Linked DNA regions of Mus musculus: all the other regions are linked to region 3. Evidence: chromatin contacts called from public HiChIP or PLAC-seq and promoter capture Hi-C data. All regions are on one chromosome and are shown on one strand. Each heading gives the region's core, a stretch centred on a gene start, on an enhancer-like site or on the middle of the called end of the contact. The rest is flanking DNA. Distances are from core to core; before and after follow the strand shown.

What was found. Promoter capture Hi-C pulls out the DNA fragments that hold promoters and counts their contacts. HiChIP or PLAC-seq counts read pairs in DNA pulled down with a chosen protein or histone mark.
Region 1: an H3K4me3 HiChIP or PLAC-seq map of forebrain shows a contact between it and region 3, with 3 times the contacts expected there. The contact joins the enhancer-like site here to the promoter of D930007P13Rik in region 3. A contact is called at or near these places in 7 of 115 datasets of contacts at active chromatin or transcription factors (CD8 T cells, acute myeloid leukemia, embryonic basal ganglia and 4 more).
Region 2: a promoter capture Hi-C map of pre-B cells shows a contact between it and region 3, with 4 times the contacts expected there. The contact joins the promoter of Ppp1r1a here to the promoter of D930007P13Rik in region 3. A contact is called at or near these places in 2 of 39 promoter capture datasets (pre-B cells and stem cell-derived epiblast-like cells).
Region 4: a contact with region 3 is called in a promoter capture Hi-C map of liver, with 2.8 times the contacts expected there. The contact joins the promoter of Nckap1l here to the promoter of D930007P13Rik in region 3. A contact is called at or near these places in 2 of 39 promoter capture datasets (both in liver) and 2 of 9 other capture datasets (liver and pancreatic islet).

What each region holds. Positions count from the first base shown.
Region 1 is chr15:102,687,519-102,694,419 of GRCm38.p6, forward strand. No RefSeq gene overlaps it. Among named protein-coding and RNA genes, the nearest start is that of Mir688, 19 kb to the left of the region's middle. Within about 2 kb of position 5,538, at least 128 of the 459 cell types and tissues checked have an H3K27ac peak or open chromatin away from gene starts, as enhancers often do. A contact at or near this core is called in embryonic basal ganglia and forebrain, where this site is marked.
Region 2 is chr15:103,534,586-103,542,027 of GRCm38.p6, forward strand. It overlaps Ppp1r1a (protein phosphatase 1, regulatory inhibitor subunit 1A), which reads right to left and starts at 3,407. Exons shown (of 7, transcript NM_021391.3): 1 at 3,210-3,407. The coding sequence starts at 3,293.
Region 3 is chr15:103,144,597-103,152,202 of GRCm38.p6, forward strand. It overlaps D930007P13Rik (Riken cDNA D930007P13 gene), which reads right to left and starts at 2,232. Exons shown (of 7, transcript NR_045743.1): 1 at 1,718-2,232; 2 at 919-1,004.
Region 4 is chr15:103,449,989-103,457,071 of GRCm38.p6, forward strand. Nckap1l (NCK associated protein 1 like) reads left to right here and starts at 3,837. Exons shown (of 31, transcript NM_153505.4): 1 at 3,837-3,993; 2 at 4,983-5,093; 3 at 5,852-5,944. The coding sequence starts at 3,892. It overlaps Gm52195 (a long non-coding RNA gene), which reads left to right. Exons shown (of 4, transcript XR_003951567.1): 4 at 1,003-1,190.

The DNA of each region.
Region 1 (6,901 bases), core at 4,288-6,787, 450 kb before region 3:
CCGTGTGCATGCAGAGAGAGGTCAGAGGGCAACCTCAGGTATTGGTCCTTGCCTTCCACCTTATTTGAAACAGGAGTCTCTTTGTTGGTACCTGCTTTGTATGCCAGGCTAGCCAGCCTTTGAGCTTCCTTCTTGGTGATTCTCCTGTCTTTGCCTCCTGTTTTTCCATAGGAGTTCTGGGATTGCCGACACATGCTACTGCATCTGAATTTATGTGGCTTCTGAGGATCCAGACTTGGGTCTTCACACTTATGTGGCAAACACTTTACCAGCTGTATCCTCAGCCCATTTAGAAGTACATGGTTTTAAACACCTGAATCCTGATTTCAAGTATGATACTCCTGCAGTTACAATGTTCTTTTTTCTTTGAGCCAGTCCAAAGTCTACCGTTTAGATCCATTTCCTCCATGTTAGCACCCTTGTCCAATGCAGATCCTGTTTCTTGGGCTCTTTCCTAGTCTATATTATTCAGAGCTTCTCCCTTTCCCTCTCCCTCTGCCCCCCACCTTCTCTCCAGGGTCTTATGTAGCCCTGGCTGGTCTGGAACTCACTCCTTAGACGAGGCTGACATCACATTCATAGAGATCACTTGCCCCTGCCTCTAAAGTACTTGGATTAAAGGTGTGTGCCACACTTGGAAGAACTTTTGTTTTAGATTTATTTTATGTCTATGAATGTTTTGCCTGCATGTATGTGTGTGCACCACATGTGCCTGGTGCCCACAGAGGCCATAAGAGGGTGTTGAATCCCCATGAAATAGAAGTTACAGACATTTGGGAGTCTACATGTGGTTGCTGGGAATTGAACCAGGTTCTCTGTAAGTGTTTTTCAGTGCTGAGCCAACTCTTCATGCTGAACATATTTTCTGAATATGTTTGTGTGCTTTGGGCAATTCTGGATATCGAGCCCAGGATCTTAGGCATGTCAGGCAAATACTTTACCACTAGGCTGTGACCCCAGACCACATCTACTTAATATGGTATAAATGTGTTTAGTATCTTCCATTATTTTTTCTTTTCTTTTTTTTAAAGATTTATTTATTTTATATATGTGAGTGCACTATAGCTGTCTTCAGACACACCAGGAGAGGGCATCAGATCCCATTTTAGATGGTTGAGAGCCACCATGTGGTTGCTGGGAATTGAACTCAGGTCCTCTGGAAGAGCAGTCAGTGCTCTTAACCACTGAGCCATCTCTCCAGCCCCCTATTCTTTCTTTTTATGTGTATAAATCCACAGTGTGAGTTTAAGTCTATTAAAGGCAGCATATCTCTAGTTCCAGGTAACCAGAAAGTTGAGGAAGGTCTGTTGAGTCTGGGAGTTCAAGGACAGCTCGAAAAACAGCCAGACTGCAACCTTAAACAAACAAGCAAAAATGGATATATAGACTTTGGGTCTGGTTAATTTCAGTATGATGTCATTTATATGTAAGTTTTTATAATAAAGTTTATTTAAAATAAATAATAAGTAAAAATACATGCATAATAAAAGGGGGACCAGGAGAGATGGCTTAGTTGTTCAAAGCTCTTGCTGCTTTTGCAGAGGACCCAGTCTTTGTTCCTAGCAGGCACTTGGCAGTTCACAACCATCTGTGACTCCAGTTTTAGGGGATCTGATGCCCACTTCTGGCTTCTATGGACACCAGGCACTGATGTGACACACATCATACATACAGGCAAAGCACTGTGGCATACAAAATAAATAAATACATAAATCTTTAAGAAAAAGGTGGAGGGCTGGCGAGATGGCTCAGCGGTTAAGAGCACTGACTGCTCTTCCAGAGGTCCTGAGTTCAAATCCTAGCAACCACATGGTGGCTCACAACCACCCGCAATGAGATCTGATGCCTTCTTCTAGAGCGTCTGATGTCAGCTACAGTGTACTTATGTATAATAATAAATAAATATTTTAAAAAAGAAAAAGGAGGGAACTATATTTCTTTCTTTTCTTTTTTTTTTAAAGATTGATTTATTTTATTTGTGAGTACATGCTGTAGCTGTCTTCAGCTGTCTTCAGACACACCAGAAGAGGGCATCGGATCCCATTACAGATGATTGTGAGTCACCATGTGGTTGCTGGGAATTGAACTCAGGACCTCTGGAAGAGCAGTCAGTGCTCTTAACTGATGAGCCATCTCTCCAGCCCCCAAGAACTGTATTTCTAATTCTTTTCTACTTTTATTCTTTTTGTTTTGTTTTTTTTGTTTTGTTTTTTTTGTTCTTTGAGACAGGGTTTCTCTGTGTAGCCCTGGCTGTCCTGGAACTCACTCTGTAGACCAGGCCGGCCTCGAACTCAGAAATCTGCCTGCCTCTGTTTCCCAAGTGCTGGGACTAAAGGTGTGCGCCACCATTGCCCAGCTCTACTTTTATTCTTATAGTGTTTATGCACTCAATAAACATGTTCCCGTGAGCCTGAACCAAGCTAGGTTCCAGGGGCACAAGAAAATGAGACTGAGGTTGGTCATAATGGTGAGTGCCTTTAATTCCAGCACCTGGGAAGCAGAGGCAAGAGGGTTTCTGTGGGTTCTAGTCTAGCTTGGTCTACATAGCAAGTTTCAGCACAGCCAGGACTACATAGAGAGACCCCGTGTCAGAACACAAAACAAACAAACAATAAAAAGAGCCGCTGTCAGAGCTAATGAGGTAATGGACTCATGGTTTGATAACTGCACACGATGTTGAGCACACAATGGGTCTTCAGTGTAAGTTTTGATGGACTGGTGAACCATGCTGCTTTTCAAATAGGCGTTTTACGAATGTTTCAATGAACAACTGAGGAAAAAGCCTCTGATACAGATACAGACATCTTTCAATATGAACCCGAATCTGGAAGATGATGAAGTAGGCACTATTGTTATCAATACATCATGGAGGGAACCCAGAAAAAGCTAGGAAATGGAGGCGGAGTGGAACGTAGCAAGTCAGATTCTACACTATGCTGTCTACTCAATAGACCAGGATAGTGGAGAATGGAGGTTTTCAAGGGGCTGTGCAATTCACTCATTACTATGTAACATACAGAAATCACTTCATCTTTCTGGTCTTCCGCCCCCATACCCACCCCCCAATTACACAGGAATTAAAGCTAACGCCTGTGAGTTCAGGTCCAGTCCTCCTTCTACCAGTGACAATCCCCTAAGTTTGATGCCTCAGTGACACAGGGACACCTTCTGTGTTGTCTCTCATAAGATGGATGTCCTGTCTTTGAGAGCAATATATATAGGCTGAGGTTTCATACATTTTTCCCTGAGGCAAGAATGGAGAGAGCTTCAGGATGACTTCAGGTGGACCTGGGCTTCATTGTGTGACTTCCCCTCTCAGTTGCTGGTTTAAATGAGAATATTTCCTGGCATACAGAATTCTTGCCACCAAAGGTTCATTCAGAAAGCACATAACCAAAACGAGGTTGTGACTGAAAGATGGGATGGCTCAATTTCTTTCTGATGGACAACTTCAGGAAACTAAAACCAGGTAACAAGAAACAGCAGAGAGAGAGAGGGGTAGGGGGGTAGGGGTAGGGGTAGGGGTAGGGAGAGGGACAGGGAGAGGGAGAGGGAGAGGGAGAGGGAGAGGGAGAGGGAGAGGGAGAGGGAGAGGGAGAGAGAGAGAGGAGAGTTTTAACTTCCCAGAGGAGCCTCCACATAGAAACAAAAGCTGTCTAAAGATGCCCTGCACGGTCCCTCTATAGGTAGGATATTGCCTCCCACTTATGCAAAGGATGATTATATGAACACTGTGCACAGTTGGCCAGCACCAGCCAGTATTTTCAATTGGTACAGTCAAACAAAACCTGGCTTTGCCATACTGTTCATGTTGCTGTTTGACAGATCTTGTTCCCACATCTCCCTTGCTTGAATTTCAAAGGTCAAGGGTAGCCACTTCTGGATGCTAGCTCTCCTAGGATTTCTGTACTACAGACAGCCTAGCCAGGCAGCCGTTGTGAGCTTTGCCTTCACCACCTTCTTGAGCTCCAAATTCATCTTCTCTCTATCTCTCTCTCTCTCCCTCTCTCTCTCTTTTCAGAAACATTTTCTGTATTCCTTTGTAAGCTTCTATCCTCGCCTTACCCTGTCCCTGAATAGAATTCTACAGACACCAGAGGAGAAAGAATAATTAAAATCAACCTCTCTGTCCCTCTGTCTCAGTAGTTGTGGCCCTCTCCCCCCTCCTCCCCTCTGCCCCTCCTCCCCCTCCCCTTCCTCTCCCCTCCCCCCTCCTCTCCCCTCCCCTTTATCCCTCTTCCCCTTATCTTCCCCTCACCTCCCACCCCCACTCCCACCTCTAACCTCTGCCAGTGGTAGGCTGATTTCATCTCAGGCCTCCCTGCAGTGCTCCTTCCCAGTAATGAAACAAGTTTAATTCCTCATAGGAGACAGGTATAGCCTTTTCAGGAGTCACCTGAAGTTGCCGATTTCTGTGGCTTGTCAGTCTCCCGCTAGGGGCCTGGTGACTAGTGCTCTGGGTCGGTGTGCATGTGTCTATAGACATTTTCTTTAAGCAGGACACTTTGGTTATAAGTTAGATTCTAAGTGTATGGGAGGGGAGCTTTTGGGATAAGGGGAAGAATAATTTCCACCAGTGGGAGTGGGGATTCAAAGAGAAGTCTTGATCCCTGTCTTCTTGGCAACTCCCAGTATGTGGAGAAAAACATCAGCGATCAGATAGGGTGAACCAGGGCTTCAAAGGAGCTTGGGGGAACAGAGACACTTCGTATACAAATCTAATACAAATGGACTGGCAGATGCTTTAACGCTGGGACATCTAGGACACAGGACAGGAGGCATGTGGTACATGGCTCTGGTGGCACAGGTCAGGCCTTCCAGAGAGCTTTGGGGACTGCGCTAGGGGACAGTGTCCGCAGAGGTGAGCTGCGAGCCGCAGCTGGGCACTGACATCAGGCAGCCGCCTTTCAGGGTCTGCCGCAGAGCTAAGCACAGGCGAGCTGGGTGAAGGATCCGGACAGACCTGCCTGGCTCTCCGGTCCCTCTACAGTCTGACCCCGTGGGCCTCGGCTCTCGTCTCTGTTCTCCCATTGGTAACCGCTCCTCCCACTTCCCCTGGATAATCTTCTGACATCTCTTCAAATCCAATTATCGAATTAATTGACGTGCGACGCGAGAGGCAAACAGAGAGGGGTGGCAAACTCCACGGGGCTCAGATTTATCCTCCGGCCTCTACACGCCCCGGCCGGCGAGATTTACTGGGTCTCCAGCACCGCGACAGTTCAAACCTTTGATTAATCATGTTTTTCTCCCAGCCCTATAATTTAGTTGCTCTTTTTCCCTCCCTGCCTTTTTTTTTTTTTTTTTTTATCAGTAGAAACAGAAACGAAGTCCTCATCAGCTTCAATTACAAATATTAAGGCTCCGGACAGCATTTTGACAGAGAGGCGGCCGGCCCCGCTCCGTCCCGCCCCCCTAAATCATCGCCGAATTAACATCACAATCGGCGGCTGGCGCGCGTTCAGACTTAAATGGTGGCATATTGTTCGCGCACGGTCTCGGCCAGACCCGCGGGATCGCTGCACCGGGCGGTCGCCTCCGCCCCTCCGCCACAGTCCCCCTCGGCCTCCTTGGAGGCTGCCGCTCGCCATCACCGCAGCGCGCCAGGCCCTGTAGCCGGCAGGGGGCGCTGCAGGCGGGGCGGGGGTGCGCCAGGGTGGGCGTGGAGGCGTTTGTAGCAGGGTGAAAGCCCCAGCGCTTCGTCCGGAGTGGGAGGGGAGGACGGTTTATTTATGCAAACCAGATGCAAATGAAGGCTCAGAAGCTGCTGATGTGGGAATACCACTTTCCAGACCTTTGGATGAGATTCTGACCCCTCACAGGTTTTGGCCGAGTGACAAGGAGGTAGGAGCAGCAGAGGATCCCGTGAGGCACGATTTCTTCAATTCCTGGCACATTAGAGAAAGTCGGACCTAAATTACAATTCAAAGGCTCAAAGATAAGCTTAAGGCAGGAAAAGGTGAGGTTCCCTGCCGGGTCTGTAGAATTTAGAAGGCCCTCCAAAGTAGCCAGTTTTTAATGATGAATTTTTTGGGGGGGGTGGTGCGGAGTGGGAGTGAGGTATACTTCGCTCTCCCACTCCAGAGATGAAAAGGGACAGTTATTATTCTGACCCTATCAAGCCTTTGCGATTGAAAGAACTCAGGAAGAAAAAAATGTCAATCCAGGTTTCTAGATATTTTCGTAGTCACCTGCCTCTCCAGTTCGGGCCGCATCAATCGCCAGGACCCAAATTTTGCCTAGCAACATCTCAACCAATCAAGATGCAATTAAACCTGCCAAGTCAGCTCATCCTTAACTGGGATTGGCTGTGCGCGGTATGCGTATCCCAAGTTTTCATTGGCTGGCTGCCACCTGTATGGAAATGAGAATTACCCCGGACTCTGAGGCAGTTTTCAGAGGTGCAGACCTGTGGCTTACTGCGCTGAAAATACCCCCGCAAGCTCAGAGCCCAACCTATTCTTGCTCTATGATATTCTACCCTACAAAAGAGATCTCTCAAACTTCCCCCCTTCTTTTTCTACTGCGCCCCAGCTTGGGCCCAATCTGAGAGGAATTCGACCCAATAACGCAGAAGTAGTGCAGATGTACAGATTTTTGGCAGTTTCCGCATCTCCTTGAACTGTCAGGAGTTTGCCCTTTGCTTTAATGCTGTCACTATTCCTACCCCTGATCATTCTTCCTCGTCCACCCCAGGGGTGGCTTCTCGCCATGTGAAATCCCTCACTCACTTAGCCACTGTTCTTAAAACCCCCTCTATGGCTTCAGCTCTCCCAACTTCCAACAGTCCCCTGCTTGCTACTCAAAATCCAGGCAGTTCTCACAACAATCCAGTTTAGGAGGGAGTTAGAGGGGGAGACGACACCCTCCCCTAAAAAAAAAAAAAAAAAAAAAAAAGCCT
Region 2 (7,442 bases), core at 2,157-4,656, 390 kb after region 3:
ACTGTCTCTTCATCCTCTCCTTGTCCTCCCCAGCTCTCCTTTCGGAAACTCTGTCCACTCTGTGCATTGATTTCTGTCCATCCTGGATCAATGGTCAGAAATAACATGAGAGATCAGAGGGCTTTCCCTCAGACTCCAGTCCACCCCTGAAGCAGACATTAACCCTTTGTGGGCTCATACCTGTCTTCAGAAGGCCTCCCTCAGGTTCATCCACCATGAAGGAAGGGCTGAGTGCACCATTCCCCTGGCCACCACGGTCCCTCAATACTCTAAGGTTTCACTAGCCTTGGACACAATGGCTTTTTAATTGGCCAGGAATAGGGGAAGTGGTCCTAATGGTGAACAGGACTTGAGGAGGTAGAATCCTGGCCAGCCCCAGGGGAAATGATCATATAAAGCAGACCGGTGGCATGAGTTCCAACTGAATGCCCCCCTCCTGCTGCTGGCTTTTCTTCCTGTCCTGCTATCTATTAAGCTGATTGTTGCTGAATCCTATAGACTCTTAGGATGTGTAGTTTTTCCTTTTCTGGGGAAGGTTTGGAAGAGAGAGGCATCACATGGGTAGAGCTCCTGCTGTTCTCTCAGGGCTGTGGGTAGATAAAGCTAGCAGTCCTGGGGAAGCAGGGTCCAGTGAGGACGCAACGGATCAGATTTAGATCTGTTCATATTTGTCTCTTGTCATCATCAGCATTGGCAGTGGTGGCTGGAGGTGACAAGATACCTAGAAAGTGGGAATAGTAGGAAGGACTGTTTGAGCCAGAGAGGGGGCTCTTTCCAAAGAAAGAAACAGCATGTATGGAACAGAGTGACTTCTTGCTTCAGGGAAAACTAGTGGCATCTGCTTTTAGTGACATTTCAAGGTCCCAGCAGAGCCAGACCTCTGTGTGTGTGTGTGTGTGTGTGAATACTGAATGTGAATTGTCTCTGGCTGCTCCTGGTACAAGATGCTTCGTGTATGTGGGAGTGGGACCATCCCTTTGATCCCTTACTTTCTTTCTGTTTTGGTGGGGGTGGGGTTGCCACTGGAGAGTAGTGGAAGTGACTGAGACTGTGGAAGGGGTATCAGTGACTTGATGCAGTACCTGTATTGGGAACCCAAGGAGCCCATGACCAAAGGTCAGCAGGGCTCTGAGGTTGGACAGACTCTTACTTACCTTACTTAACAGACTCCCCCAACCCCCAACCCCAGACAGGGATTTGAAGCACTCTGAGTCTTTGAGAATTGTGGTGTTGAGGCAGGAGGCAGGAGGCAGGAGGCAGGAGGCAGGAGGCAGGAGGCAGGAGGCAGGAGGCAGGAGGCAGGAGGCAGGAGGAGACTCCCTGGATCCCAAGAGAGATGGCTCTTTTCTGTTTCTGCCCCTACCTAACCTAGCTCTCAAGGACATCTGAAGGTTGTGGAGGAGGGCTGTCCCCACACTCTGCTGTACACTTAGCTTCCCACTTTTTCTTCACCCTCCCACTTCCACCCCATGGAAGTTGGGGTAGGAGCTCCTGCTATGTTTGGTGCTTTTGCCTACATACTTGGTAACAGCAGGAAGAACCGGGGCAAACTTTCAGAGCCAGGAGACAGATTTCTGAAGACTAGAAAAGAGCAGACAGAGTCCCAGCTTTTCTCTCACTTTGACTCCCCAACACTGTCATGTGCCCTCTTGTGTTCCCTTGTCCCCAGCTCTGTAAACCAGCTGGCCAGCCCTCCTTCAAACCCCCTTTTTTTTTTTTTTTTTAGATTTATTTATTTATTATATGTAAGTACACTGTAGCTGTCTTCAGACACTCCAGAAGAGGGAGTCAGATCTTGTTACGGATGGTTGTGAGCCACCATGTGGTTGCTGGGATTTGAACTCTGGACCTTCGGAAGAGCAGTCGGGTGCTCTAACCCACTGAGCCATCTCACCAGCCCCTTCAAACCCCTTTGACACCAAACAGAAGCAGGTGTCAGGTCCTGTCTGCCATTGGGAGGCAGATCTCAGAACCTCTGGCTCCCACAGTCTCCACTTCTGGGCCTGCTTTCCTGTTTCAAAAGTCGTCTGAGCCAATCTGCTGTTTCTGGGCATAGGCATAGTCCATAGAAACAGTCTTCATTCTCCTCATCTCATGTGTGTGAGGTCTCAAACTCCCTCTCCAGCCCCTTGGTCCCCAGGTAGGGAGAGGAGAAGCTGGGTACCTGCTCCTCCCTGGATCTGAGAAGTAGAAGTTTCAAAGTGTACACCTGCTGGGTCCCTTTTCATCCACACCCAATTCTATGAATCGGCTCTAGCAATGTGGAAACCTTTTTCTCCTGCTCATCCCCAGAGGTCTGATTCTTTCAGGTGGAGAGCTTGACAGTGAGTGGCTGGGGGCAGGAGTCCTGGGGAGCTGGATGCTCTTGGGGAGGGATGGTCTTCACAATCCAGGGAATGCAAAAGAAGGCAGGCTGCAGATAGTAGCCCCTTCCATACGCTCACTGACGCTGACACACACTGCTCACTCACACACTGCCGCCTCTGCCAGGCTGCTCAGAGCTAAAAATAGGCCAGGCCAGGAGGCTGGGCCAGGGCCCTGCACTCCCACCCGATGAGCCAAGCTTTCTTGGTGGCTTGCTCGTGGCTAAGCTTGGACCCCAGGCCCAGACGCTCCAGATCGCCGCGCTGCGCCCCGCATCTCACCCCCACTCCCTACTCCATAGGGCAGAGTTATACCCAGGTCCCACGTGCTCTGACTTGCAGAAGGGAACATCAGCTTGCAGACCCCTCCACCCTCCCCCGTCCTTGCTCTAAAACTCCTCCATAGCTGTTCTCATCCCTTTGGGTGCCACACTCAGCCTCCAGATGACACGGAGGGGAGGAGAGCTGTCTCTTCTGCTCACTCGCCGCCCCCCGCCCGCAACATCCTCCCGGCAGTACCCTTCAGCTTACCAATGCCACTTAGCCGGGAAACTCTGGGGGTTGACTGGGTGTGAGGGGCTGTAAGGTCGCCAGTGAGGGAGGAGGGGTCGTGTCCCTATGGCTGGGCTGGGAGTGAACGATGCTCTTGGAGACACCCGCCACAGGGACCCATACTGGTGACCGAGGTGTGGCCTCGCTGTTGGGGGAGGGTATGGAGACCCCCATAAACTGGGCGAGTGCGTTCCTGAAGAGGTGTGGTGCCGCGCTGGGGCAAGGCAGGGATTCAAGTCTCACGGCCAGGTCCCCAGTCCTTCGCCGAGTCCTGCTGCCCCGCCCTGCCTGTACCTGCTCCGCCGCCTCCGGGTCCAGGTGAGGCTCCAGCAGCGGGACCGTAAACTGGATCTTCCGTGGGCTGTTGTCGGGCTCCATGGCTCCCGGTCAGGCAGCGGCGGACCTCGGGCTGGGGCGGGCGCGCTCCCTCTCTGTTGCGCTCCGGCCCTGGCCCCAGCCCGGCGCTCGGCTTGCAGCTCCTGGCTCGGCGCGCCCCGCTCCGCTTGGGGACTGTGTTGTTGCGGATTGGCTCGTCACCGTCCCTCCCGGCCCCCTCCTCCCCCAGTCCCGAGCCTTAACCCCGTCGTGGCTGTGCTGGCGGCTGTGCAGGTCGCCGCCCCTCAAGCTAAGGATCCAGACCCCGGTTGGTCGCTGTCCTAGACCACCCGCGGGCCGGCATCCAGGTATTTTAGAATTCTGGGCAGGGGGTGGGTGTGGAAAGGTTTTATCAAGAACTTCTTCAAGCTGGTGCAGGTTTCATGGTCTGGAAAAAAGAAAGGACACAGCTCCAGAGGTAGATTATGTTTATGATCTAAAGGAGATTTCACAAAGAGAAAAGATTGAAAGGAGATTTAGGTACACAGCAGGAGGGATTAAAGTTAGACTGGGAGGGAACTTCCCCTTGAGGCCAATTACTAGAGTGGATGTGAAAACTTTGAGGGCAGGTGCGAGCTTTGGCTACTGTTCAGGGAACACTCCTGGACAAGAGAGAGAAGAGGGGAAGCTCTCAGAGAGTCGGCAGAGTAAGACTCTTTGGAGTGTGAGTGGACCAAGGGCTTGGGGAGAGGGCCATTTAGGGTAAAGAAGAAGCCATGGAGGTGAAAGCCAATCCTGCTTGTGAAATAGATTTCACTTTCTGCTTGCTACATTGTGAGCTGCAAAGTAGGTGAAAGGCCTTTAAGGGGATTACAGGGATGGGGATGGGGAGTGGAGGACACCCCACCGGGGTGGCCTGTTTACAGATGGCTGGTGTCCACTTTCACTGTTGGCAGGACAATGAAAATGCTCTGCCCTGCTCTGTCGTGACTATTGGCATGGAAGTTAGACTACTAGAAGAACTTACTGGGTTGGTATGGGATCAACATGCCACTCGGTACTAACCAGTGAAGGCGACAGGATATTCATAGGAACTGAAGTGCTCTGTACTAGGGTTAGGGTCACTAGACAGAGAGAGGTGGGTGCTGGAGAGGTGGAAGGGTTCCTAATGTATTCAGGAGGCACAGTGGAACTGAGATAGAGAAGGAGAAGGCCTATAGTGCTGAAGGGGGGGTATGGAAGTACGGGGAGATCAGTTTCTTTGTAGTCTTAAACTGAACAGAGGGCAGGGTCTATCTAGGTTTAAGCTTGGCTCCAGGGGAATGGGGCCTTGGTCATCCCCCACTCTAGGGGGCAGCTTTAAACCTCAGTCTGGAGTTCTCTGGTGTGTTTTCCATGGCCCCTTCCCCTCTTCCCTCCAAAAATAGCCCCACCCTCACCCCCTTCCTCCCCTAGGGATCCTTTTACACAGCAGACAGGCTCAGCTTTCTCCAGGGCAAGGCCAGGTTGCAGCCACTCAGCAGCCCTGAAGGTTCTATAGCCAGTTGCTCCTCCATTTGCTGTTGAAGTAATGGGACTCTGGGAATGCTTCTCCCAGCCTTTTTGCTCTGTTTGGATAGTAGGGAAAATGTTCAGTGTCCCTGGATCCCAATGTCTGTTTACCCACATCCCAGTGCAATGTGCACGGAGAGGTGATGAATCAATAATATGGGAGACAGGGCAGACGGTGTCTTAGGGCTGGGCCATTATTTTCCTTCTCTTTGCTTCTCCCTCCCACACATACACTTAGGGGCATAGTGCTTCTAGAGAGGGACATTCTCTATCCTCTTGGCCAGGCCTGGATGACCTGAAGGGACAGTCCCCACCCCTGATTCAGGAGCTCAGCCCCCATCTTCTTTGTAGTGTTAGAATTTCCATGTTTCATAGCTGAGGATCCGTGGAGCAAGGGACCTGACACAGAGGCAGGCCACATCTAAGGTAGTGCTGGGGGGAATACTGGCTTGTTTCATGTAGAATTCCAGCTTGAAGGCTTCTCTATTTGGGCTGTTATGAGATTCCACTATTATGGGGTAGTCCAGTTTGCTTAGATTTCTTCCATGTTCCTTTATTTCTCTCAAATTTCAGCCCTGGGATTCCCTTCTCAACCCCCCAGATTCTGACTTTCCTTGATCTGAAAGTTCCAGGCTAGGTGGGGGCCAAGAGATACTTAGGGGAGATGAAAAGAGGGGTCTTGAGAGCAGCTGGAGAGGAGTGGTGGTTGAATATAGTGGGTTGGGAGAGGTGGTGGTTAGAGAAGAGAGCCCGTGGAAAGATAACTACCTGGCACAAGGATAAAGGGCTGACTGGCAGGTGGGAGGTGGAATGGGCCCCAGCACAGCTTTTGCAGGCCAAGTGGAGGGGTGACTGTGATGGTGTGTGCATGTCGTTTTGACCTTTATTTATGCCCTGAGCTGAGTGAGTAGCTGTGAGCACCTGTTACGCATGTGGGAAGCAGAGAGGATTGCATACACAGGTCTGGAGAGTTGCAGAGGCCTGTGCCTGCCTGGAGAGTAAGAGTGAACCTGTTTCTTTCCCTTTTCAAATGTGTCTATGTGAGCAGTGGCCAAGTGGTCACCCCTCTGCTGCAGCCCAGGTGGCAGAGCCATAACTACTCTAGGGCACCCTTATGGCTTATGAATATTTAAAGTTATAGGGATGTGACTTGGTGATGCCATTACCTAATGATCCACTCTCCCTGCTGTTTGTAGTCTTCCAGGTTAATGGACTGCACCTTGTTTTTGCTGATCTACCCTCCTTGCTCCATTAACTTCAGTGTTAATTTCACCAATCCCCACAACTAAGCCTGTGTGTGTGTGTGTGTGTGTGTGTGTGTGTGTGTGGGGTGGTGGTGGTCAACCAGGGTGCTGTAGAGAAATGGAGCCACCTAGGCTGGAATTTGGGAGGTCAAGTTCAAAACCTTCCTCTGCTACCAGTGCCCTGGGTGGCTCTGGGATCACTCTGCTCCCTTTTGGGAGTCAAGGCAGCCTGCAGATAGCTTCCTGTTCTAATGTTCGGTCTAAGGTGAGCAAGCCTCAGCCAGGAAGTCACAGGGTCAGGGTGAGAGGGAAGGACCTTGCCTTCAGCTTCCAGACACTTTGGCTTGGTCAGGCAGCAAAGTGCACTCCTGGGGGGGGGGTGGAGTGCATGGTGCTTGCACACTTGTCCACACAGTTGTTTGTACACACTTGCTTGTACAGTTCTGCAGAAGGAAGGCTAGCAGCTGCTTTTCACCCCCAAAGGAGCAACAAGCCCATCTGCATGGTTTCTTGGGAAGCCATGTGCTCATGCTAGGTGCTGCTGTTTCTTAAACCTTTCTAGAACCTCTTTTGGAACCACTTCAGAGCTTGTGGCCTATACTCTGAACATCCTCACCATGGCTTCTGACCTATGGAGTGACTTTGCTCTTTTGGAAAAATCCAGAGTTGTTAAGAATCTAGTCCTGTGAAGTAGGAATGTTGGAGAAGAGTAGTGGGTACCATTCTGGAGACTGTGATTCTGCAGGCTTCCCACATCTAAAGATATTAGATATCTGGAGATATTTCTAGAACCTATTGGAGGTACAAAAGTCCCATTGGCATGGATGCATGGTCTCTGTGATGAGCTGCAAGAGGGAGCTTGTGAAGGCCCACTTGCCTGTGGAAAAGCCCTGTCACTGCAGTTCTGCCAGGCACTGGTGGCAGTCTGTCTCAGGTGCCCTTGGGAATGGTGCTGGCACTGCTCATTCAACTCATTCTCTTTCAAAGTGCTTTACTGTTCCACTAACCATGGTGAACACTGATTGAGGTAGAAGACACTTAGGAGCAGCCATTCAAATTCTCAGGTTAGAGACCAGAAGCACTTGACCTAGGGACTGGCATCATGTCAGTGCCCTTGCTGCAGAAAGCTAGAGGCCAATGGCAGAGCATGACCTAGATGACTTCCTGAAATACATGGGTGCCCAGATGGTCTTCATTAGAAGACCAACCAAGAGGTAGCGATTAACCACAACCTTCTTACAGGTTGAATTGATCCTTTCAACAAAGATGTATACCTGCCAGGTACTATACTAAGAGCTGCAGGTACAGTGGAATTCAAAACAGATTCACTATCTGTCTGTCTCTGGACCTCTTTCAGTCAGCCTAAGTGCCAGCTGGTGGTGGGTGGCCACTACTATCAGTCTGGAGTGTCATAAAA
Region 3 (7,606 bases), core at 982-3,481:
AATTATGTTACATTTTGATAATAGGGCTGAATCATGTGAATACATACTGGCCTGGGTATTAAGAACTCAGGAGAAAGGAAGAAGATGACTGGCTGTTGGGTTCATTCAGGGCCTGAGCCACCTGACAGGATCAGCAATCTAAAGATCTTGGGACTGGTTCTAGAAGATCTGGTCAGAGTAAGGTTTGTAGGACAAAAAGGATCTAGGGTAGAGAGGAGAGACCACACTGGGAAGTCACCAAGAATGAAAGCAAAGAACTGAAGACACTTTAGTGAAAGTTTCTGAGGAGTGAGAATATCTCCTGCCTCTGTTGTCTCCTTCGAGCCTCTGTCTCATGGGTGTAGCCTTGTGCTCAGTAGCCCTCTGCTGCCTGTGACAGTGCAGGTACACAAGGAACATTCAGTTCTGCTCTAGGGGCCTTGGTCGCTTGCTGGCAGGAGTCCCCAAGCAAACTGTTTCTCAAGGCCTCAGTTTCCCTATTGGCAAAGCTTTAAAGAGGAGGCAGGATTTCAGACCCTATTGATCTGTTTTTCCTGGTCTAGAAGGCTGAGCATCTGGAATCTTGCAGGCCCTGGTCAACAGTGAGTGGCACAAAGTGCCCAGAGTGGCTGTTGTGCAGAGTTCCCAGGGGAATGAAGCCAGGACCATATAGAAAACGACCAATGAGGGCTGCTCAGAATGAGGAATGGCCAAGTCAAGAGTCCTCATCCCACATCTCTCCCCCAAATCCTCCTCAGCAGTTTTTTTTTTTTTTCCATTCTGTTGCAATATTGAAGTATCTGTGCTCTTGTCTTTGGACCCCTGAAGGATCACACCCAGTATCACTGAGGACTCCTAAATCTCTATCGCCAGCCTAGTCTTCACAGGAAACTAAGACCCATGAGCCTCCTCTACTTGGATCTTTAGCAGGCATCTCACACTAAATGTGTCCAAAGCATGTCTCCTGATGCCAGCTCCTTGGTATTCCATGATACCAGGTAATGACAAGTTCCATGTTCTGGTCACTGGTAGGAAACAAAACAACACAAAAACCTCTTAGTTTTTCCTTGATGATGCTGCTTCCACGGTTCCCATCTGACTCACCGCAACCACCCCCCACCCCCACCCCGAGCTGACTCTGCAACATTCATCCAGGCCCCACTCTCTCCTTGCTGCTACAGTGCACTCTTGGACGTCCTTGTTTCCCACTGCATTCTCAACATGACAGCATTGAGTAGTCAAGGGGAGTATGCATATCACTCTCAGGCCCTGACTCTCCAATGGCTCCCTGTCCATTCAGAGTGGAAGTGCAAGTTTAGCTGTGACTCATTAGTCCCCACATGATCGTGATTAGCTTTCTGTGACCTCTTAGAAGCCACAGCTCATTCCCTTCCTTATTTTCCCTGCTCCAGCCATACCGGCCTCAATGCCATTCCTCCAGCATGCCAGACTGCTCGCAGGAGGGTTTCCCCTTGCTGTTTGTCTGCCAGGAAAGATCTTCCCTAAATCTGCCTGGGTCGTCAGCATATGGTAAATGCCAGGTTCCATATGTTGGGGGGCAGAACACAGATATGCAAGGGAGGGAACGGGAAGATGAAACAGGGGAGTCGGGTACCACACAAGACATGAAATGGCTTGTCTTGCTTTCTGTCTTCCTGGGATTCTGTCTTCAGAAGATCAGGGATCTCGGGGTGGGGCTGCTCTTGGTTCTTCAGCAAGTGGCCCCTTTCATACTAACCTCAGGGCTGATGGACCCACATCTATCAATCTCAGGACTTCTGGACAGGAGCCGTCTGATGGTCCTGAATGAACAGGCCGGTCCTTTCTATGCTGAAAGGATACAGAGAAGAAGCCACCTCTTCCAACCATGCACTTGTTACCACCACCTTCTGCCTCTCCTTCAAGCCTCTTACTCTGGTGCTAGGATGTAGGCTTGAAGAGGAAAGGGAAGGGCTCAAGGTAAAGGGCACAGGAGGCCTAAGAGAGTAAACTGAGGCAGAGAGAAACACAAGCTGTGCAGAGCCAGTGACCCAGAGATAGAGCGGAATTGCACAGGCCAAAAGGGGTCCAGGTCAGAGGTGGATGCAGCCAGCAGGTGAAAAGCAGCAATGCACTGAGGGCTGGGCGCTCTGTCCAAAGGATTAAGGTAGGTAGGCTTTGGAAGTAAGGAGCCCAGGACAGCTCCGAAGAGGAACAGGCGGGGCGGCGCGGGCAGCAGGACCACACGCTGCCGGGCTGCGCGGGCGGAGGCAGACTGAGGCGGGCGGAGGCGGCGGGCTCAGCGGAGCGGGCGGGCGCCGGGAGCGGGCTCGTAAAAGCCGCGCGGCGCGGGGAAATTGCCGCCAGAATCGCTGAGCTCCACAAAACGCCGCCCGCGCAGCCCGCCGCCGCGCCCGCTCCAATCTCCAGCCTCATCGGCGCGCGGGCTGGTTATGCATTTAAATGTTATTTAATTGGATTGCGGAGGAGCTGGGGGCCAGAGTGCCCCCGCCTCCGCCCCGCACGCGCTGCACGTCTGTTTTCCGAGTCACAGATTGCCACGCACCCCCTCCTGCCCAATCCTTTGCCTCCGACGCTTCTCTCCCTCCCTTCTGAACCCGGCCAGAGGACACTCAGAAAGACATCAGCCTATGAAGACTGAAAACTAAGAGGCTACGCACGAACACACACACACACATCCTGAAGACGCACAAAGACATAGCAGCAGCAAAAATTGGCTACACTCACTTATACCAGTGTCCATCTGGAAGATTAAGAATGGCAAACAAATATGGTCCCTAGAACCACAGAAGTACACAAATGTGTATTAACACACTCATGCTGCAAGACAAAACATCACCTGACCTCTCCCGGGGTAATGACACTCACAAAGCGACACTGCCAAGCATGGGCAGAAAGGATGCCAAAGCATGACCCTCATAGGGTAAGGCAGAGACCCTCCCCAAAGCTGAGTAAGAAGGGAAGCCTGTGTTCACTCTTACACTCAGCCAGACCACCACCTATTTGCTTTGCCTATTCAGGGTTGGAAAACAAAACCTTTTGTTCAGCGACATACTGTCCTCCCAAACCACAGCACAGGAAGCTTCAAGAGGCAACTGCATTTGTAAGGATGTTTTTTAAACCGAACAAAGAAAGAAAATTGAGTCCCAATTACAACAAGCGGGATAGCAGATAGACACCAGGAGGGCCTTCCTGAGAGGATAGAAACTGGAATCCCAAGAGGTGAGGTTGGCCATGTGTGTGAGGTGGGGAGCTAGCTAAGAAGTCAGCACCGTGGAGGTTAGGGTCAAGGGTTAAGGTTAGGGAGGAGAGCACGTCCTGCATAGGCAGTTCTCCACAGGCTCCCAGCCAGCAACAGTTAACTGTTGACCTGAGATGATCAGGATTACGCCACTTCAATTAATGAAAATGGAAATGGCAACCTGGCTTGGCACAGGTCCCCGCAGAGGACCATTCTGGGCTCTCCGCCATCCCTTCTGCGAGCAGGGCCCGGAGACTTGAGGATCTGAGCGGGGCTGTGGGGACAGAAGAACAGGCAAAATGTACGGGGGGGTGGGGGTGGGGGAGATTCTATTGCAGCTGACCTGCTTGCATTGTATCTGAGAGCATGAGGGCCCAATCAGAGAAGAGAAAGTATCCTCACACACAGGCTAATTCAACCTTGTCTGCTAAAGTGTAGGTTCAGGCAGGCTGACAATCAGGCTTCTGAAAAGAAAAGCAATTGGTTTCCCCCTAAGCAACTTATTTCTGCATCATCTGATGGCCATTGCTGGGCAGTCGATCCATGTGTCTAACCTCAATGTCTCATGCTCCAGTTGAATTTACTTCTCTGGGGAAATATCGGAGGGAAGGAGAGGGACTGGCATTCTAAATAGGAACACTAGGAGAGCTGAAAGTTGGTTTGAGATAGGCCACAAGCTCTAATCTCTATTCTTTTTCCCACTCTGCTACTAGCTCTTGGCCTCAACTATGACCAAGCTGCCTTTCCAGTACCATTTGTTGTTGTTGTTGTTGTTTGTTTGCTTGTTTGTTTTTAAGATTTATTTATTTAGCCGGGCAGTGGTGGCGCACGCCTTTGATCCCAGCAGTTGGGAGGCAGAGGCAGGTGGATTTCTGAGTTCGAGGCCAGCCTGGTCGACAGAGTGAGTTCCAGGAGAGCCAAGATCTACACAGAGATACCCTGTCTTGAAAAACAAACAAAAACAAACAAAAAAAAGAGATTTATTTATTTATTATATATAACTACACTGTAGCTGTCTTCAGACACACCTGAAGAGGGCATCCAGTCTCATTGCAGATTGTTGTGAGCCACCATGTGGTTGCTGGGATTTGAACTCAGGACCTCCAGAAGAGAAGTCAGTGCTCTTAAGCACTGAGCCATCTCTCCAGCCCCCTCCAGTACCTTTTTATTTTGTTTTGTTTTGTTTTTTTAATAAAATGTTTTGGAGAGGGCTGAAGAGTGAACCCTGGCCTTTATACATGCTGAGTGGGCAGTCTACGACTACAGACCAGCCTTTCATCTAGTACCATAACACTCCCTGACACTGTGTCCACCCCAGTAGCTACTAGAACAAGGTCTTCTTACAGAGAGCAAACCCTACTTCCCATCTTCCATGGAGATATGCCCAATATTTGGCTCCTGCCTGAATCCTTCTGAGCACACACACACACACACACACCGTCAACTTGTTTCCTAGCCCATGGCAGTCAGGGCAGAAAAGCATCTGACCACAGAGAAGGGAAGTTACCAAGTCTCTCTTATTGTTAAGCTGCCCTATCCCATCAGTACACACACCCATCTGTCTAAGGAATGTCCAGAATGCTGTGTGAACGACCTGTTCACATCATGCTTTCAGCTTGATCTATCCTATAAAGTATATGCTTGTATCTCTAGATACACTAGACAGTGAACACTGTGAAGACAAAGGGTTATCTCATTCCCGCCCCCCAGCCCCACCCCTGCAGTGCCTAGCATGCGCAGTGACGACACACAGCACATGGAAGAAAAGTAAGAGCCCATGCAGTGGGCTTCATCCCAGTCTCCCTTTAAGCCATTCTGTTTGGGGGGAAAAAGAGGTGAGTGGATTCTTTCTTCCCCGGCCCACTCTACCCCTCAGTCTCAGAAGCATTAGCACCCCAACCAAGCACAGCTTTGGCCTCTATGGAGAGAGAAAGAGAGAGAGAAAGAGAGAGAGAGAGAGAGAGAGAGAGAGAGAGAGAGAGAGAGAGAGAGAGAGAATATGTATTAGAGTAAGAACTTCTAAGCCTCTAAATCAGAACCTAAACTCCATCACAGGGCAAACACAATGACACTACATAAACTGATGGTCGTGGATTGGCACGTGGACCCTCCCTTACTAGCTTAGGGAAAGGGGGGGGGTAAGACCCCTTCTCCTGGCCTCAGGGCCCCATGAGTACCTTAGAGAGTTAACCTGAGTTGCATAAGGGAAGCATAGGGAGATCTAGATTCTGTTTAAACCCCAGCAGGAGGCTCCTCACTCCGGCCTCTCAAATCAAAATCTCTTGAAGTAAAGCAGAGAGACCTGAATTTTTCTGAACCTCCATGGTTAATTCTGATTCACAGCAGGGTTGCAAACCGTTGACCTCTACATTAGGGCTATCCAACAGGACTCCCACAGTAATGGAGAGGTTCTTTATCTGTCTGTCAGCGCCACCAGCCATGTGTGTGTGAGCACCTGACATATGGCTAGTGAACTAAAGAAGGAAAATTTATTTAATTCTTTTTTTATTTGTCTTTTCAAGACAACTTAATTCTTATTAATTTAAAATGGTTTCTTCACACGCAGAGCAGGAGATACAATTCATTTGGTAAATTGCCAGCCTAGCATGCACAGACCCTAGGTTCGATTCCCAGTACTGTAAAAGACCAGATTTGGAAGTGCATACCTGCTAGCCCAGCATTCCAAAGGTGGACCCTCAGCATCATAACAGGTTCAAGGATAGCCTGGGACACATGAGACTTATTTATCAATAAATAAGTTGGCTGTATGTGGCTAGTGATTGTTGTAATGGTTCACAAAATTCTAGAAGACCCTAAGTTCTATGCATATTATTTATTTTCTTTTTAGATTCATTTTTTATGTGTCTGAGTGTTTAAATGTTTGTACACTGAATGTATGACTGGTACCCACAGAGGTCAAAAGAGGGCTTTGAATTCCCTAGAACTGGAGTTATAGGAGGTTGTGGGCTGCCATGTGGGTACTGGAATTGAACCCAGGTCTTCTGCAAGAACAAATGCTCTTAGCTGTTGAGCACATCTCCAGGCCCCTATTTCATTTATTTTGAAAAATTTAAGGCCAGACACAGTGACACACATATTTTAACTCTAGCACTAAGAAGGTACAGCAGGCCAGTCTCTGAATTCAAGGCCCACCTGGTCTACAGAATGAGTTCCAGGACAGCCAGGGCTACACAGAGAAACCCTGACCAAAAAAAAAAAAAAGCATAATCACATGTGTGTGACTGATGTGTGCATATGAGTGTGGTCAGGTCAGCAGAATCAATTCTCTCCTTACACCTTTACAAGGGTTCTGGGCTCTAGCCCAGATTGCCAGGCTTGTATGGCTAGTGCCTTTACCCAGTGAGCCATCTGGACAACCCTCAGTTATTTGAGACTTCCTGTCTCATGATAACAGGTTTTGTACGTGTGTTTGTGCATGTGTATGCATGACTATGTCTATATATATGTGCATGCCTATAGAGGTCAGAGGTTGTCATCAGGAGTCTTCCTCAGCTTTTCCTCCCCACTTTTGCATGTGTGTGTGTGTGGGGGGGTATTGAGTGTATATAAGTGTTCTTGCAGGTATGTGGATATATACATACAAGTGCATGTGCGTGTGCAAGTCTGTATAGACCACAGGTCAATGTTAGGTGCCTTCCTTTATTACTGTTCTTATTTTTGAGATGGGATCTCTCAGTGAAAATAAAGCTTGCTATCCAGGAAGACTGTCTGGCCAACAAACCCCAGGGATCTTGTCTCCACACCAAGATTAGGGCACAGCAATTAGCCTCCTTCCCCTAAGGATACTCTTATCTGCACGGAGCAATCCTCCTCTGATTTAATTGATAAAAGCAATCTGATGGCACTAAGTCTGGACAGGTAGGTAAGGGCCCAGACCAGATTCCAAGCTTGGAGTGGGGGTGGGGACAGGGTGAGCTAGGGAGGGTTGTTGGGGGGGTTGGGGAGGGCGGGCACAGGGAGGCACAGGGACACTTCTCTCCTGAGTGCACTATCTCATACGAAGTTAACCCTGGTGACAGATAAAATGACTTTGCTGCTATGAACTGAATTATGCCCCACAAAATTCATATGCTAAAGCCCTAATATTTTGGAGATAGATCCTTTAAATAAGTGAAGAAGCATTAAAGAAAGGTTAAATGAAATCCGCAGGGTAAAGCAATAATCCAATGATTGGTATCCTTCTAGGAAAGAAGGGAGACACTACAGAGCCACACATGGCAAAAAAAAGAAAAAGAAAAAAAAAGTATGTAAAGATACGGAAGCCAGCTGCTGTGATGAAAGAAGGCCTCAGTAGGGCCTGAGCAGCTAACATTGTCATCTTGTACCTCCAGTGGCCAGAATTATGAGAAAATAAAGTCCATTGTT
Region 4 (7,083 bases), core at 2,587-5,086, 310 kb after region 3:
AGATGTCCCACCTTCTATTTCCTGCCTAAGCCATAGGCATAGGCTATGATGCATCCATACAATATATAAGAAAGTCTCTCTACATTTTCTTACTGATTAATCTGGATCTTCATCATGGGGCTTTTTAAAATCAATTTATTCTTAATAATTTAATAAATTATTAGTTTTATATCTTTGAGTTTTCAAAACAGGTTCCCATGAACTTCTGATTCTTCTGCTTTTCCCTCCTGAATGCTGGTATTGCAAGGACAACATAAACCCCATTTGTCTCCATTTAAGAACCAAGCCTGGTTTAGAAAAAAGGCTGTAAGGCAGCAGCTCCAGGAACAGACCCATAAGTCCTAGAAACTAGGCCACAAGACATTAGCTTTAGGAACAGACCATAAAATCCAGAATAAGATCATCAAACTCCTTCCCAAAGAATAGCCTGGGGATAATGACAAAAATGGGGAAATATCTTATCTCAGAATGAGCCATCTGTGCTGGGCAGCCCTATTTCATCCTATGGTCAATCATTAATGTTATAAGAATGTAGACCACTGACCACCCGTGACCCCCTAGCACCCATCAATTAAATTTTAGATTACTTAATCCTTCTAGAGAGTTCCCCTTGGTTCCCTATAAGAGACTTGCATGCCTTAGTCTGGGGTTGCCATTTTGGAGAATGGTTGATTCCCACATTACTGGATATTTCTGCAGAATAAATGTTCTTTGTCTTAGTAGAAACGTCTAGTTTCTTTGGAAAGTAGTTACGTCAAAGAATGCTTTGCTGGGACACACAGGTGGAAGGATGTCTTGCTAAAGCAGACACATGGAAGAATGTTTTCTTGAAGCAGACACAGGTGAAAGGATGTTTGGTTATAGCAAACACGTGAAAGAATACAGGATGAAAGATTATAAATATGATCCCACAGACAGTGGGAGATGAGCACTGAGCATTGGTTTGGTTTGCTCCACTTTGCTAGTCTTCACTAACAACCTGTATTGGTTTACCTTACATAGCATTGTGTTCAACTTGTGATAAAGATGCTATTGGGAGAAACTCACACAGAAGTACCTGCAGCAGCTTGTCACTTCTGTGGCCTCACCTGAGGTTGATTGGTGACACTAGTGGCTTCTTCAGGATTGAACTACAGCTTCTGGTTCATGCCTGGTGTCTGCCTGGCTGGAGGATTAGTCTGCAGCTGCTGAGATGTATTTGGTGTTTGCTATGGGACTGAACTGCTGCCAAAGAAGATTGAGATAATACACCAAAGAACTATTGCTGAACAAGTCCATTTCCCCCATATCCTAATAACTTTTCTCTTCTACTACCTCTGCTGGGTGGTGAGCTAAAGGAAGGGTTGAACCCTTATTAAAAGTAGGCTACAAAAATTTTGTGCCTACAGTCTTTGCATACTATCTGAGTCTGGAGGTTTTCCTTCAGCGATTTTTGAATCCTTATAATATTACAGTGCGTACCACCATGCCTGGTTTTATGTGGTGCTGGGAATCAAGCCTAGAACTTCATATATGTTGGGCCAGAATTCTGTCAATCGAACCATAACCCTAGCCCTCAATAAGTTATTATAACCAGTAGATTTGCTGAATGGTTGCTGTATCTAAGAGGGGTTTTTGAACATGGGTATTTCTCAGATGTGTTCCCTGTGACATTTGCACCAAGACCTCCTTGGGTACCTGGAAATTCAGGTCCTACTATAGGTTATCAATCCAAATCTCTGAGAGCTGAAACTGATCTCAATTTGTTGTGTAACAGCTTCCTCTTAGAAATTTTTACATTCCACCTTGTATGGAAGCCCTTTAACCAGGAAGGTAAACAACTCAAAAGAACTTAGGGAAGTCCCTGAAACTGACTAGATTCACTAGGCCCCTCTCTTCCAGAATAAGCAATAAAAACTGAGAGTGCTTCTCAGAAGTGAGTGCCAATCTGCAAAGACTCTGATACTAGACCAGCTGTCTGGAAGAAGTAGAAACTAGCTGAATTGTCTGGAAGATGTTTAGACCAACTGAGGCACTTGGAGAGAACACTCTCCAACCAGTTGAGCTGCAAGCAAGCTGTGCAGGGTTCTCCAGGTTCCCAGCTTTGTGATCTGTTATCCATGTTTGGATGGACGTTGGTGAAGCAGCTGTCCTTGAGTCATTTCTTGTATTTCTATAAGTAACCCCTCACCCATATTCCTGTAAGTAACCCTAATAAAGCTCATGGTTCATTAACTTGGATTCTGGTGGTATCTGTACTTTGGAATGTTGTGGGTGTCCTATATTGGAGAAGAGTAGACATGTGTGTCGTGTTTCCCCAGGAAAAGTTTTGTTATACATTTTTTTTTTTTAACATACCTTTGTTACCATTGCTAAGTAGGATTGTTCTCAGACTTGAGGGCACACTGGAGTCACCCAGAGAACTTGTTGTAGGATAGCATGTGTTAGGGGCTGGAGAGATAGATGGCTTAGTGGTTGAGTACTTGATGCACTTCCAGAGAACCTAAGTTAGTAGTTTCACACCATCCACCTGTAACTTTAGCTCCAGGGTATCTGATGTTCTCTTCTGTCCTCCTTTGTCATGTGTTTGAGTGTACACACACACACACACACACACACATACACACACACACACACCTTGAAAACAAAAAAACAAAAACAAAACATGCCTGTTCTACCTTAAGATTTTGGGTTGAGGGTTGGAGAGATGGCTCAGTGGTTAAGAGCTCTGGACACTCTTAACAGAGGTCCTGAATTCAATTCCCAGAAACCATATGGTGGCTCATAATCATCTATATTATGATCTGGTGCCCTTTCCTGGCATGCAAGTATATATGCAGATGCACTCATACATTAACTAACTAACTAACTAACTAACTAACTAACTAACTAACTAATCTTAAAAAAAAAGATTTTGTGTTCAGCAGGTCTTGAGTGACGTCAAAGAATTTGTGTGTCTAGTAAGTTTCTTTTAAAATATTTTGTTTTATTGTTTATCAAACCTAACAAGTTTCCAAGTGCTGCTGCTACTGCTGGATCATGCTTACTGATTCACTGTACTAAATACTACAAAGGATATCAATATTAGATATCATACCTGTCATTAGGAAGGAACATATGATGTGGGTGGGAGAGAGAGAAAGCATATGCTTAAAAATATAACAAGGAAGCTAATCCCAGCACACTGGAGGTAGAAGTAGGAGATCAGAGGTTCAAGCTTATCTTCAACTACATAAGGAGATAGATTGAGTATAGCCTGGGGTTTACAAGACTTTCTCAACCCTTGCAACCATGTGATATATATATATATGTGTGTGTGCGTGTGTGAGAGAGAGAGAGTGTGTGTATGTATATATATGTTTATATATAAATATATTTATGTTTATAAATAAAATATAGTGAACATGTCATTGAATGGAATAGTTAGAAAGAGACCAGGGTCCTAAAGGATGCTGGGGCCTAAGGGTCAGTAGAAAATAACAGGCATTCTTGACCGGGATCTAAAAGGGTAAGTGTAGAGGTGAATGGGGCTGGTAGTAGATATTTGTTTGGTGTGTGCTTTGTCTGGGACATTTGGGGAGAGGGAAGGCCAGAACAGTTGGTACTGCATTGTGAGGAGCCGTGAAAGCCTGTTCTCTTCCTCAGCTTCCGCCCACTTCTTACTGAAGTACTGCACAACCAGAAAGAGGAAGTCTCCTCTGCTGAGGGTGCAAGAGGAAGCACAAGAGGGCTCTGAAGGCCTGTGAGCCATAGTGACTGCTATCCTCCATGAGCCAATTACAGAAGCAACCGGAAGCTCGGTGCACCAACCAGGGCGGGTCCTTTTACACAGAGGGTGTTGCCAGCCAGGCTGAGAATATTTGGGGCATTTGGGTCTTGTTATCCGGATGGTCCTCTCTCTCGGTGGCCATCATGTCTTTGACCTCTGCCTATCAGCTTAAATTAGCAGAGAAGCTCACGATCCTGAATGACCGAGGACAGGGAGTTCTCATCCGCATGTACAACATCAAGAAGGTAAGCAAGAAGACCCGTCTAGCAAATCATGGCAGGAACCTGGAGGCCTGCAGGCCCAATAGTCAAGCCATATCTTTTTCTCCATTGCTTTAAGTGGCTTTCAGCCACTTAGACGGTATGGTTCCCACAGTTTGGGGAGATAGAGGGAGGCTTCTTTTTAAGGCGTGTCCTTTCTAGGTATTATTCTTGCCTTTTTGAGAGCATCACCTTTCCCCTATGACTTAGGGTTGGGTGGGAAAGAGAATATTTGTGTTGTGAGTGATTTGATTAAGGGTCTGGGGTCTAGAATTTGGGGTTTACTTATTGTCAGTTTCTCTAGTTTTTGAGTTTTCAAGTTGTGTCTCTGGCAAAAATTGTGTTTGTGTGTGTATGTGTATGTTTGTGTGTAATTATTTCCTTAAAAGGGGAAACATTTAAGGAAGTGGTGTTTTCTAAGGTAGTTTGGGGCTGTGAATGCTGCGTGTGTGTGCTTAGGAGAGTAACTATGAAACTGGACAAAGATGATGCCAAAAGGTGAGCCAGCGACTGTAGAAGGCAGGATAAAGGTGGGTAATTGTGAGACTTTCCAGGAAGAGAAAGAAGGAACTTGTGGAAACGGACCTTTGTGCGTTTTGTAGTAAAGCACCAGGAATATGGTTTCTGTCATGTCGTTTGTAAAGTCTCTTGGGACCCAGAGCTTTATATAAAGTCCAACTTATGATCAGCCACTTTTCTCACTACTTCCGGCTTCAGAGGAGGGGTGGGGAAGCAGCTTCCTCTCTGTGTTAGAGCTAAGCCTCAGTTAAGACAAGATGCCAGGTTGTTAGCTCTTAGGAGTACTAGTTCACTGTCTGGAACGAACTTGGTTTTCAACTACCCTCATGCTTTTATAATAAAATTTCAGACTGCCATTTCCAAAAGAGATAGTGGGAGTGAATGATGCATCCAAAGGCTTGTATCTAAATGGAAAAATAGTACGGTAGTTTAATATTACTTTTTTTTATGTGTAGACCTGTTCAGATTCAAAATCCAAGCCACCTTTTTTACTGGAAAAGTCCATGGAATCATGTCTCAAGTACATCAACAAGAAGTTTCCCAACATAGATGTCCGAAATAGCACGGTGAGAACTTGGGTTCATTTCCTCCTTTCTGTAACATTATTCTTGCATGGCAGATTATTGCAGACTCTCCACTTTGTCTTGTCTTTAAGTGTAGCCACCTATAGTTTCCTAGACTCAGACTCGGGGCTTCAGGCATTGAGGGTCGTAAGCTCAGATGGGAGCCTCCCATGGTGAACTGGGGCACAGTCTTGCCAGCCAGGTTCATGAGGACACCTGGTACACAGAGAAGCATCTCCACCAACCTTGCCGGGCACATCTTTTACTGTAGCACTTGATCTACACTATGCTTCTTTGTTGCTGCATGCTATGCATCCAGTGGCATATCCTGTACTTCTGTATACAGCACAATACTCCTGTACTGTGTTATCCCTAGATTTCTCTCACTCTATTCATAGTATCTTTATACTCTGCTTCTTTTCCTATTGATTTATATAGCAAATGTCTTCACTGAAATGAAACTGAAAATCTCCTTTCAGCTAGTCTTCTGACTGTAGTTTGAATCACATCTGGCCATCCAATCCAGATAGAAAATTTCTGTTTAGAGACTGGAGAATGCTGGCGAGCTATTGATCCCACCCTAGCATGTTCACCCCTTAAAGAATGACTGGGTATTTAAATTTTCAATTCTAATGATTGTCTGGAGAGATAGCTCAGTGGTTAAGAATGATATTACTCTTAGTTTTTAGTTACTTGGAGCAGTTGCTTTTTTAATTTTATTTTTAATTTTACATGTCTTGTTTGATCTGTGTTTCTTTCAGCAACATTTAGGACCAGTGCATCGTGAAAAAGCTGAGATAATTAGATTCCTCACTAACTATTACCAGTCATTTGTGGATGTCATGGAATTTCGGGTGAGTCCTCTGTAGCCAGGGTTAACATGGGCTTCAGGGGCTGAGCCTTTTTAGTAGGTATTCATTTATGTTGCTTATTGTAGGTTCTTGAAAGAAAAGGATAAAGGCACTAGTATTCAAAAATGTCTAAGTTGTAGTGTTAATAAATGATATATGAAATACCCTATTTACCATATTACTTCAAGAAATATGTAAGTGGATATGGTCAGTGGCACGAATCTACAGTCCCAGCACCTAGGAGGTAGAGGCAAGGGAATCAGAAATTCAAAGTCAGCCTCAGCTACATATTGAGTTCTAGGCTAGCCTGGGTTACACAGAATCCTGTTTCAAAAACAATTAAAGAAAACAAAATATAAACTTATATCAGGTAGTATTAATACAGCCACTCTAAGCATTTAGAATGTTATATATCACATACCAAAATTAAATATATTTGGTGATGGATTATGGCTGACTTCTGTTTACTGAATCATAGTTTTCTCAATTAAAAAAAATGTATTTATGTATGTGTGTTGTGTGTGCACTTGCAGGCATGTGTATGCCAGGAAGTGGGTGTGAAGGTCACAGGATAACTTTTGGAGGTTGGTTCTCTCCTTTTAGGTCCTATTATTTCTGCTACTGTGTTTTGTAAACCAAGCTAGCTGGCTCATTAACGTTCCATGGAATCTGCTATCTCTGCCTCCCATCTTGCTGTAGGAGTGCTAGGATTACAGACATGTGCCACTACATCTGTGGGTTCAAGGGATAGAGCTTGGATCATCAGACTTGTGAGGCTAATGCGTTTACCCACAAGTGTTAACGGTGTGTATGGTATGTGTGCTCATGAGTGTGAGTGTGTATGTGTCATGGCATGTGCATGGAGGTCAGAGAACAAACTTCAGGACTTGGTTTTCTGTTTCCACCTTGTCTAGCCGTTTCCCTGGGCTCCTTTTTAGTTTTTATTGTAGTATACATACCATAAAATTTACTCTCAGTCATTTTAAGTATATGGTTCAGTGATATTAAATGTATTCATAATGCAGACCTGTCTTTTCATGTTGTAAAATTGAAATTTTCCACCCTTTAAACAATAGTTTCTCATTTCTCTTGTACTGTGGCCCTTGATGACAACCATTCTAGTTCCATTTTTATGACTTTTA